Linked DNA regions of Zea mays: region 2 is linked to region 1. Evidence: chromatin contacts called from public Hi-C data. All regions are on one chromosome and are shown on one strand. The core of a region is the stretch at or near the end of the contact, and the rest is flanking DNA. Distances in the headings are between cores, read along the strand shown. Region 1 holds the start of LOC103651531 (aspartic proteinase-like protein 2). Region 2 holds the start of LOC100191271.

Region 1 (4,760 bases), core at 1,817-4,316:
CGATGCTTGCTAAATACCTACAATTGGTTGAGAAATATAATATGTAAAGAAAGGAATATGGTCCTCCGTCACAAGGGACAAACTAGCATAGGATCTTTGTCATACCACATCCATTACTTGTTTGAAAACCAATTCTGGAAGGTATGTCAAGGTAGTACCACTGTCGATTATGGTGCCTTTTTTCTCTCCTGTTTCAAAAACATGAGCCGGGAGCTGTAATGTAGTGCCACCAACATCAATTGACTTAAGGTTCACATTGTAGTGCGGCCTGGAAAGTAAAATCATGACAAGCTATGAGTACAGTATAAATGAAGTAAAATGACTAGCTGCAATGCATCGCATCTCAAGTTGAACTAAACTCTGCGCCAATAAAATATGCATTCATATAAACTTTGTAACAGTGCTATTGATAAGAGGTTTTACCAACCCAAAACTTACCAAAAACAGGGGTATGTTCAAGAGGCCATGGGCAAAAAAGAACACAAAGTAGCACTAGCACAACAGAACATTTATCCAATGAACAGAAGTTTTAATATGCATGTATCTTTCTTTCCTTCGCACATGCAATTTTATCGAATCTTATTCCACACTTAATAAGTGTCCAGTTCTCATATCATTTTTCCTTGTTAATTGAATACTAAGCAAGTAAGCAACATGCCTAACCAATGGTTATCACTTGTAAGGGCAGTGGCGACATAGTGCATGTGCATGTCAGTTGCCCACCATTTTTTTATCAAACATGCAAGAAGTTTCCCACCATTTCATAGAACAAGCATGGCAACATGTCTTTAGGGTTGAGAGTATGATGGTTTCATTTTTTTATTTTGTTTGAGGTTCATGTTCCAATCCTAGTGAACTGGTGACTTGGTGATTAATCAAAATTGACAGCTATGAACATTTAGCAAAAACATTATATGACTAATGAACTATTAAAATGGGGACTAGTAAAATGCATCATTGAAATCAACCGAATCCCAAAATGTCACATGAAGTGGCATGGAAGTTTCCTATTGAGTCCAACTAGAGTTTTAAGTTACAGAGTAGTTATATTGTCGCAGAAGTGACGATATTATCCTACCAAAAAACAAACATTACGCATGGTGAAAATATTGTACGGTCATATTTTTTTGTCCTTAACACAGAACTGTATTATGCACTTTTATGACTCTTTCTACAGAAATTAGATAAATAACCTAAGTCCCGAAGCAAGTTTCAGAAACTGAAATTAACTTAACTAGTTCTAGTCTTCTAGAGAGGTTCACCCATGAGTGTAATGCATCCAAAACGATAATTAGTACGACAAGGTACATACATGTCAGCTACTAACGGTGTTGTTTTTACTTTTGGCTGAACAACATTTCCAATAGCAAAAATTCCACCACCCTTTATGGTATCCAAGCAATGAGCAAATATCTTCTTCGCTTTACCAGCAGCAGCTAGCTGTGATAACATTGACGTATTTGCCTGACCAAAACCAAGAATTCCATCAAGAGCTTGGTTTGAGTTGCCCAAATCCCCACCTTGCTGAGCACCACACCTACAAAGGAAAGAAGAATCATGTATCTCCATTTGACACTTCAGCACCTATTAACAAATGCTAACCGGTTGATGCTTGTTTCCTAATCAGCTCTTCTACTGCAATATGATAAAGAGTGTGGGATGCATAGTAAACCCCACAGCAGGGTTTATGCTTTCCCAGATACCTATCTTTTCAATGAAGTGATAGCACAAGCACATAGCCTGGATGAAGGGTCAAGAATATAACTTCATTATCAGATACTGGGATAAAAATCAACTTCATCCTAATAGAAGAACAGGTCAAGGATCATGCTAAACTTTTCAGGCAGCAAAATAGCCCATCATGAATGTTGTCCAACAAAAAAAAAGTTACAATGCGGTAAACTGATATGACTTGACTGTTGACTCACCCGAATGTGATGGTAGCATTGCCAGGCTGTGTCTGTCCATCCCCAGTCACCTGATCAAACTGCAGCGCATCGGTGATGAAGAACCCAGTCGTTGAGCTACCATCACCGTACATGACGCTGTACTCGCAGGGCACATTGGCAGTGCACCCTGGCAGCTTCCCCCCATAGGTGGCCGCGCAGAATCCCTGATCGCAGGACACCGTGCTCCCGCTCGAGGACGCCTTGGGGTCATAGAACGTCAAGTCTAACTGCACAGAGATTTCACATCAAAGTGGACAGAACTCAACTTTCACATCAAAATGGGCACAACTGAACTAATCTGTAGTTCAGACACAAACAAGAAATAAAAAGTGGGAATTGGTACCCCGAGTCCGCTCTTGCGGGGGCATTTTGAGCAGGAGATGCAGTTAACCCACAGGATGTCGCTGCCAGTGTCGACCTGGACGTAGTAGCGCTTGGGCGGCGTCCCGAGCTTGATCTCCGTGAAGTAGAGCCTGCGCGCGCCCGGACCGGCCCAATAATCCCCACAACCAAATCAAGCACCCCACAGGGAAATCTCCCAAGACAAAGAAACTAGCGACGGAGAGGGCCGGCACGTACCCGGTGTCAGTGGGGAGACCTAGGCCACCGAGCGGGAGGTCGGCAGCCGCGAGAAGGCGGCCGTGGCGGCGACCGTCGTGGGCACGAAGGGCGCTGATGTTGGCGCCAGTGTCCCCTCCAACTCCGGCTGGTAACTTACGCCGCACCCGGAAGATGCCGGCAGCCGCCGCGCCGGAGACGGAGCCGACCGCCGGCAGCAGCGCGGGTAGGAGGAGGAAGAGGAGGGCGGCAAGCCATGGCGGAGGCGGGGCCATGGATTATTCCTGGGTAGGAGACGGCAATTCAAAACCGCTCTGCACGCAGCAACAACAGTAATTGCGGGGGCGGTTGGGCCTCGGGCGGCGGGAGGCCGGCTACTATCCGTGTCCTCCCCTGCTGGCAGCTGCTGCTCCTCCTCGCCGTGGCCTCCGAGCCTCGGCCTAGAGGCGCTTGGGTGAGGATTGAGAACCGGCTACTAGAACAAGCAAGGCACCGGAAAACGAAAACGGGGAGGAAAGCTAGCTGGGAGTGGGTAGTGGGGTCGGGAGGGTTTCTGTTTTGGGCTGGGCCGTAGAGAGCCTGGAGAAAAAATCTCAGCCGGATCTCAACCCGAAACTCTCAAGGCGTGTAAACGGTCGTACAAAATACTATTTTACAGTATATACTCTAATATTTATAGAGTGAAATTTGAAATAAATAGTGAGATAAAGCGTGGGATATAAAATCTGCTAGAGATAATCTGAGCAAGCTCGTGGCCCGACACGACTCAAAAAGCTTGATGGCCCTAGGGAATAGGGATGTACTCGCCGAGCTCGTCAGATCAGATCAAGGTTGGGTTATAAATCGGTTGGTAAGGTCCACGTATGACTCATGCATAGCGGGTTGGGTTGATCTGTGCCTCCATCTTAGATGTGTTAGATCAAGTTTTTTGGGGTTGGGTCGGGTTTTGGATAAAAAAATAATGGTTTGTACTTGACTCGTGGATTGTTACAAATAAAAACTATGGCTCATGTTCGCCTGTCGCATTGGTCGAGGTGGCCCATGCTCAGGTCTATTGGTGAATGTTGTTGTCATCGTTGTGAAGAATCACTTGTAGCGTTCGGTGTTGTCGGCAATCCGGGCGACGACAGAGATACTAGGGATGGTTGCAACAATGTTGTTGTCGGTGTTTTGACCCAAGGGTCCTAACCAACTAGTGTATTTGTGCTACGTGTCACGGCCCAGATGGGTGATGCAAGAAGACACACGATTTATCCTGGTTCAGGCAATAGAAGGCTCTACTTCCAGCGAGTGGGGATGAAACTTCTATTATCTTGCACCTAGGTGCTCGTAGTAGGGGGTACAAGCTGATCGAGAGAGGGAATGGATCCCAAGTCTCTATGAGTGATTGAGGCTAGTGTCAATATCGAAAGTGGAGGGCAAAAGATGGAGTGTGGTCCTCTCTCCTCTAGGGACCATAGACTCCTCCTTTTATAGCCGCAAGGAGGGAGCCTAGGAGTACAAGGGTTGTCGTAATGTTGAGAGGTGGCAAGCCTGAGCCCCTGTAGCAGTATGCCCGTCGGGATGCCCTTGTCCTGGCTATTGCCTTCGATCAGGAGGAGGGTACCCAGTTCCTGTATCCCGTATTTTGACCAAGCAGAGAGCCGGGGCTAGGGTCGGGGGCTCAGAAACGTACCTAAGCCCATCTTGTGGACGAGACATCTGAGCCGTAGTGGTTGAAATAGCAATCAGTATGGTGAAAAGTGCATGGTAATCCGCCCCATGTGTCATGCGGAATGGTGTAACACAGACTTGACACCGGTCTTGTGGTTTCTATAGCCATCCTGTTGCCAGCGGTTTTTGTGGGGAGGGTTGGCAGCATCAGGTGTTCTTTTGTTGATGTTGTTGGCCGAGGCCATGCTCGGGCGAGATGGAGACTTCTTCCGAGGGCAAGGTCGGGTCTACGCCTATGCACGCGGTCATGCTAGGAGTGGTCAGAACAATAGTCAAAGTGGTCTCCTGTGGGATTGAAAGGGAAATGTGCCCTTGGGCCTTTTCTAAGTATTTTGGTGATTTAGTGTCTAACACAAGTGCTTAAATGTAAAATGGTGGACAAAGTACAAACCAAGGATAAAGGTATGTTTCTCAGACTTAGTACATTGTTTTATGGACTAAGTATTGTGTCTAAGTGCTGGAAACAGGAAAAATCGAATTAGAATTGTCTTGGCTCGAGCAGCCAAGACTCTGCTCAGTCTGGGAGCACCGGACTGTCTG
Region 2 (4,521 bases), core at 949-3,448, 160 kb after region 1:
GTGCGGAGGATCAGTGGCTGCTCTCACAAACCCGGCTGCGGCCAAAACGTTGACAACGTCAACATACCAGCCCGAGAACTCGGAACCTGACTATGCACCCGGGCAACGACCAGTTCGCATGAGGGAACAACCAGACCGGCCGAGGCATCACGAAAGGCATTAAGACCTCGAAGGAGTCAAACCACTCCTCCGAAGTCCTCGGGGGCTACACCCGGTGGGTGCGCTCGCGCGCACCCACCGGAACGAAATGCAACCGAGAGAGGCCGGTCCCCTTGCAAAAAAGTGCGACAAAAGCCTCCAAGCGAGTACCAACACTCCCTTCGAGGCTCGGGGGCTACTGTCGGGGACCATAATTAGGGTACCCCCAAGACTCCTAATCTCAGCTGGTAACCCCCATCAGCACAAAGCTGCAAAGGCCTGATAGGCGCAATTCAGGTCAAGGCTCCATCCACTCAAGGGACACGATCTCGCCTCGCCCGAGCCCAGCCTCGGGCAAAGATAGCCGACCCAGGAGGATTCACGTCTCGCCCGAGGGTCTCCTCAAGCAACGGGCACACCTTCGACTCGCCCGAGGCCTAGCTCGGGCAGGCTTCGCGGAGAAGCAGCCTTGGCCAGATCGCCATGCCAACCGACCGTATCGCAGGAGCATTCAATGCAAGGATCGTCTGACACCTTATCCTGACGCGCGCTCCTCAGTCGGCAGGGCCGAAGTGACTGCAGTCACTTCGCCGCTCCACTGACCGACCTGACAGGAAAACAGCGCCGCCTGCCCTGCTCCGACTGCTGTGCCACCCGCCAGGGTGAGGCTGACAGCAGCCAAGTCCAGCCTCGGGAGCCATAGGAAGCTCTGCCTCGCCCGACCCCAGGGCTCAGACTCAACCTCGACTCCGGAAGACGGTCTCCGCCTCACCCGACCCCAGGGCTCGGACTCAACCTCGACTCCGGAAGACGGTCTCCGCCTCGCCCGACCCCAGGGCTCGGACTCCACCTCAACCTCGGAAGACGGTCTCCTCCTCGCCCGACCCCAGGGCTCGGACTCAACCTCGACTTCGGAAGACGGTCTCCGCCTTGCCCGACCCCAGGGCTCGGACTCAGCCTCGACCTCGGAGGAGTCACCGCCTCGCCCGACCTCGAGCTCGGACCGACCACGTCACAGGGGGGCCATCATTACCCTACCCCTAGCTAGCTCAGGCTACGGGGAACAATACCGGCGTCCCATCTGGCTCGCCCCGGTAAAACAAGTAATGATGGCACCTCGCGTGCTCCATGATGATGGCGGTTCTCAGCCCCTTACGGAAGCAAGGAGACGTCAGCAACGATCCGACAGCCCCGACAGCTGTGCTTCCACAGGGCTCAAGCACTCCTCCGACGGCCACGACATCACATGAACAGGGCAGCAACACCTCTCCAACAGCCACGTCGACATGTACACATGGCTCTAGCTCCTCCCCGCTAGACACGTTAGCACATTGCTACGCTCCCCGTTGTACACCTGGACCCTCTCCTTACATCTATAAAAGGAAGGTCCAGGGCCCTCATACGAGAAGGTGGCCGCGCGGGAGGACGGGCCGACGCACAAGGCTCTCGCTCTCTCTCTCCCTCGCGAGCGCTTGTAACCCCCTACTGCAAGCGCATCCGCCCTGGGCGCAGGACAACACGAGGCCGCAGTTCCCCTTACTGTTTTCCCCCTTATGTTCCGTCTCGCGCCGACCCATCTGGACGGGGACACGCAGCGACAATTTACTCGTCGGTCCAGGGACCCTCGAGGTCGAAACGCCGACAACTAGCCTAATCACTGTAAATGACTTTTTAAATTTAGCGGCTCTATCTCTACACCTTCGCTCTCTATTTATGGGTAATCGCTTATTCGTCATACATGGTTCAATTTACCTTTTTTAATAAAATCTATTTTAATGACTAGCTAATTCAGTAAATTTAACTAATCCTTTTAGAGCTAATCCGTAAAAGTTATTGGTGACAAGGGATCCAGGAATCCTCTTATTATTTAGTTTTAAATAGTAAAAAGATTCTTTACCTATAAATTCTCTCCAATTTCGCTGTCACCACACCTATTATTGATGGGGACCAAAACGTCACGCAACTCTGACCGAGTTCAGATGGGTCCAGATTAAAAAGGATGCTAAGCTCGATGGGTGTGTGTGATTATATAATGGACATTGTAAATCCAGGGGAGCGAAGGAAAGGCAAAGGAGAAAATTTCGTAGCAATAAATAAATAAATAAAATTAATAAAAGAAAGGTGGCGTAGAGGATAGGAGGAGAACCAAGGTTGCGTCTCGAAGGTTCTTGCCTCGTTGGGAAGGGATGGCGTCGGAGGTGGAGGACGAGGCGGCGACGCCGCTGCTCGCCAACGGTGCAGCCGACGTCCGCCGGAGGGTGCGCCGCCGCGCCGCTTCCTGTCGTTTGATTTTCGTTTTCTCTTTTCTCGGATTTGGCTGCTTTTATGAGCCCTGATCTTGTCCGGCGGGTGCCGTGGTGTGCAGAGGGACCAGGCGAAGGCAATTCTGTCCACGCAGGCCGTCAGGATCGCCACCAAGGCCGAGCAGCATGAGCGCTTCATCTTTAAGGTCATTTCCCGACTCTGCCTCCGTTTAATCTCGTTATCGCTGCCTTTACTGTGCAGTTTGATGTTCACAAATCTCGCCACTCCCGTGCAGCCGTGCTCCCTTTCCTTGTCGGAACCCAAGGGAATTGTTGGCCTGCGTTTTTGCATGACAATTTTAGTGGGCATTGTGTGATAGTACTGTGATGTAACTGTTCCATGAATACGAGGAAATATTGGCGATGGATTTTTTTTTATCAAGCATTTTAGCGGAAAGGAATAAGTACCTGCACGCACTTTGTGCATTTATTGTTCGCACCGTACTGCAGAGGTTGTGGTAATAATTGGATTCGCTGGATTGGGTCTAGGGACTGTTCTTATATGGTGCTACTTCGTTTTAAATGTGCAGGTCACACACTTGCTGGGTGTTCTTGGATTTGGGGGATTTTGCTATCTCTTGGGTGCCAGTAAGCTACTGCAGCATTGATATATTTGGTTGGCTGTTACGTACTGTACACCATAAGTTTCTTGTTGGTTCCACTTGTAATGCTCAATGCTCTGATGTTGCTTGCAGGACCACAGGATGTGCCATATGTGTACTGCCTGTTCTATGTCATATTTGTTCCGCTCCGCTGGATTTACTACCGCTACAAGAAATGGCATTACTACCTTCTGGTGAGTCCTTACTGTCTCACATTTTGATGCCCCGGAAATGCGTTAAGTTGCCAGAAATGTGATTCCACAGAATTTTACTAGTTCATACTTAACGGTGTTGGTTTCAGTGTCCTACTTTATTTTAAATTTAGTTGTTATCCACAGCACAATCTTGCAACAGAAAGCTTTGTCGAAAGGATAAATATTTTAAATAGCACATACTGATATGATGAGCCGACGATATACTGTTGTATGACATTGTGCCAATATCTTGCAGACCTATTGTCACATATCTCATGTAACAAAGGAGCCACTCCATTCTAACAATGTGGAGTGTTGATGATATTTTTGTGGTGTGCCAGGAATAATTCTTTACCTGATTTACGTGATAAATAGTATGCCTACATTATTATGTCTAGGTGACTAGGTCAATATTCTAGGTTCTGTTTCATTTTATATTTTGAATGTTATCACAAATATTAGTTTGCTAGACAACAGTTTTGTGTTCTTTTGATGTGATCTTCTCAATTTCTAAAGCCATCATCTTGTCTGTAAAACCTCGAGGTTTATTTTTTTTTCTTTTCTGCAGGACTTCTGCTACTATGCCAACACCTTTCTCCTTGTAATGATTCTCTTCTACCCAGAGGATGAAAAACTTTTTATGGTTTGCTTCTCGTTTGCAGAGGTATAAAAAACTTTTCATGGTTTGCCAACACCATTCTCCTTGTTGATTTTCAGAGCTTGTCCATGATGTGTTTAATCATTTTAAATCATCACAGGGTCCGCTTGCTTGGGCATTAATTGTGTGGCGTTGCAGCTTGGTTTTCAGTTCATTTGACAAACTTGTTAGTGTCCTGATACATCTCTTACCTGGTAAGTGGTCTCAGCCATGAATATCTGGATTCAATATATACATCATTCTACTTTTCCAGTTAAAACATCATTTTGGTGTTGTGAAAATATGTAACTATTTCAGTTTATTGGCATATTTGAGTTTGACCCGTTGTGTGAGTAATCTAATACTCCGTTTGGATGTCGATATTGGAGAGGATGGAATTGAATTGGGTTGAATACCAAATCAGGCATGATATTGAAATGAGATATAATTCCAATTCTATTGTTTGGATGTCACTGAATTGGAGTTTGGAATTATGCGGTCTAATTCTAGGCAATACCGAGGGGGTGAGGCTTTGTATTGGAAGAGGGGGTTTCTAGTTATAGTCTAATTTCAGGGAATTGGGCCTCTGATTCCAAATCTCAATTCCACATGCAACGAAACAACATAATTTAGGAAAGCTGATTCCA

What was found. A called contact is a pair of places that touch in the nucleus more often than the background predicts.
Region 2: a Hi-C map of leaf shows a contact between it and region 1, with 4 times the contacts expected there. The contact joins the promoter of LOC100191271 here to the promoter of LOC103651531 in region 1. A contact is called at or near these places in 5 of 25 Hi-C or Micro-C datasets (ear, endosperm, leaf and 1 more).

Annotation. Positions count from the first base shown.
Region 1 is chr3:226,593,956-226,598,715 of Zm-B73-REFERENCE-NAM-5.0, forward strand. LOC103651531 (aspartic proteinase-like protein 2) reads right to left here and starts at 3,067. Exons shown (of 10, transcript XM_008677180.3): 1 at 2,529-3,067; 2 at 2,293-2,422; 3 at 1,929-2,176; 4 at 1,313-1,537; 5 at 106-268; 6 at 1-17. The coding sequence starts at 2,782.
Region 2 is chr3:226,754,946-226,759,466 of Zm-B73-REFERENCE-NAM-5.0, forward strand. LOC100191271 reads left to right here and starts at 2,199. Exons shown (of 8, transcript NM_001136705.2): 1 at 2,199-2,396; 2 at 2,504-2,587; 3 at 2,972-3,029; 4 at 3,137-3,237; 5 at 3,806-3,901; 6 at 3,996-4,089. The coding sequence starts at 2,325.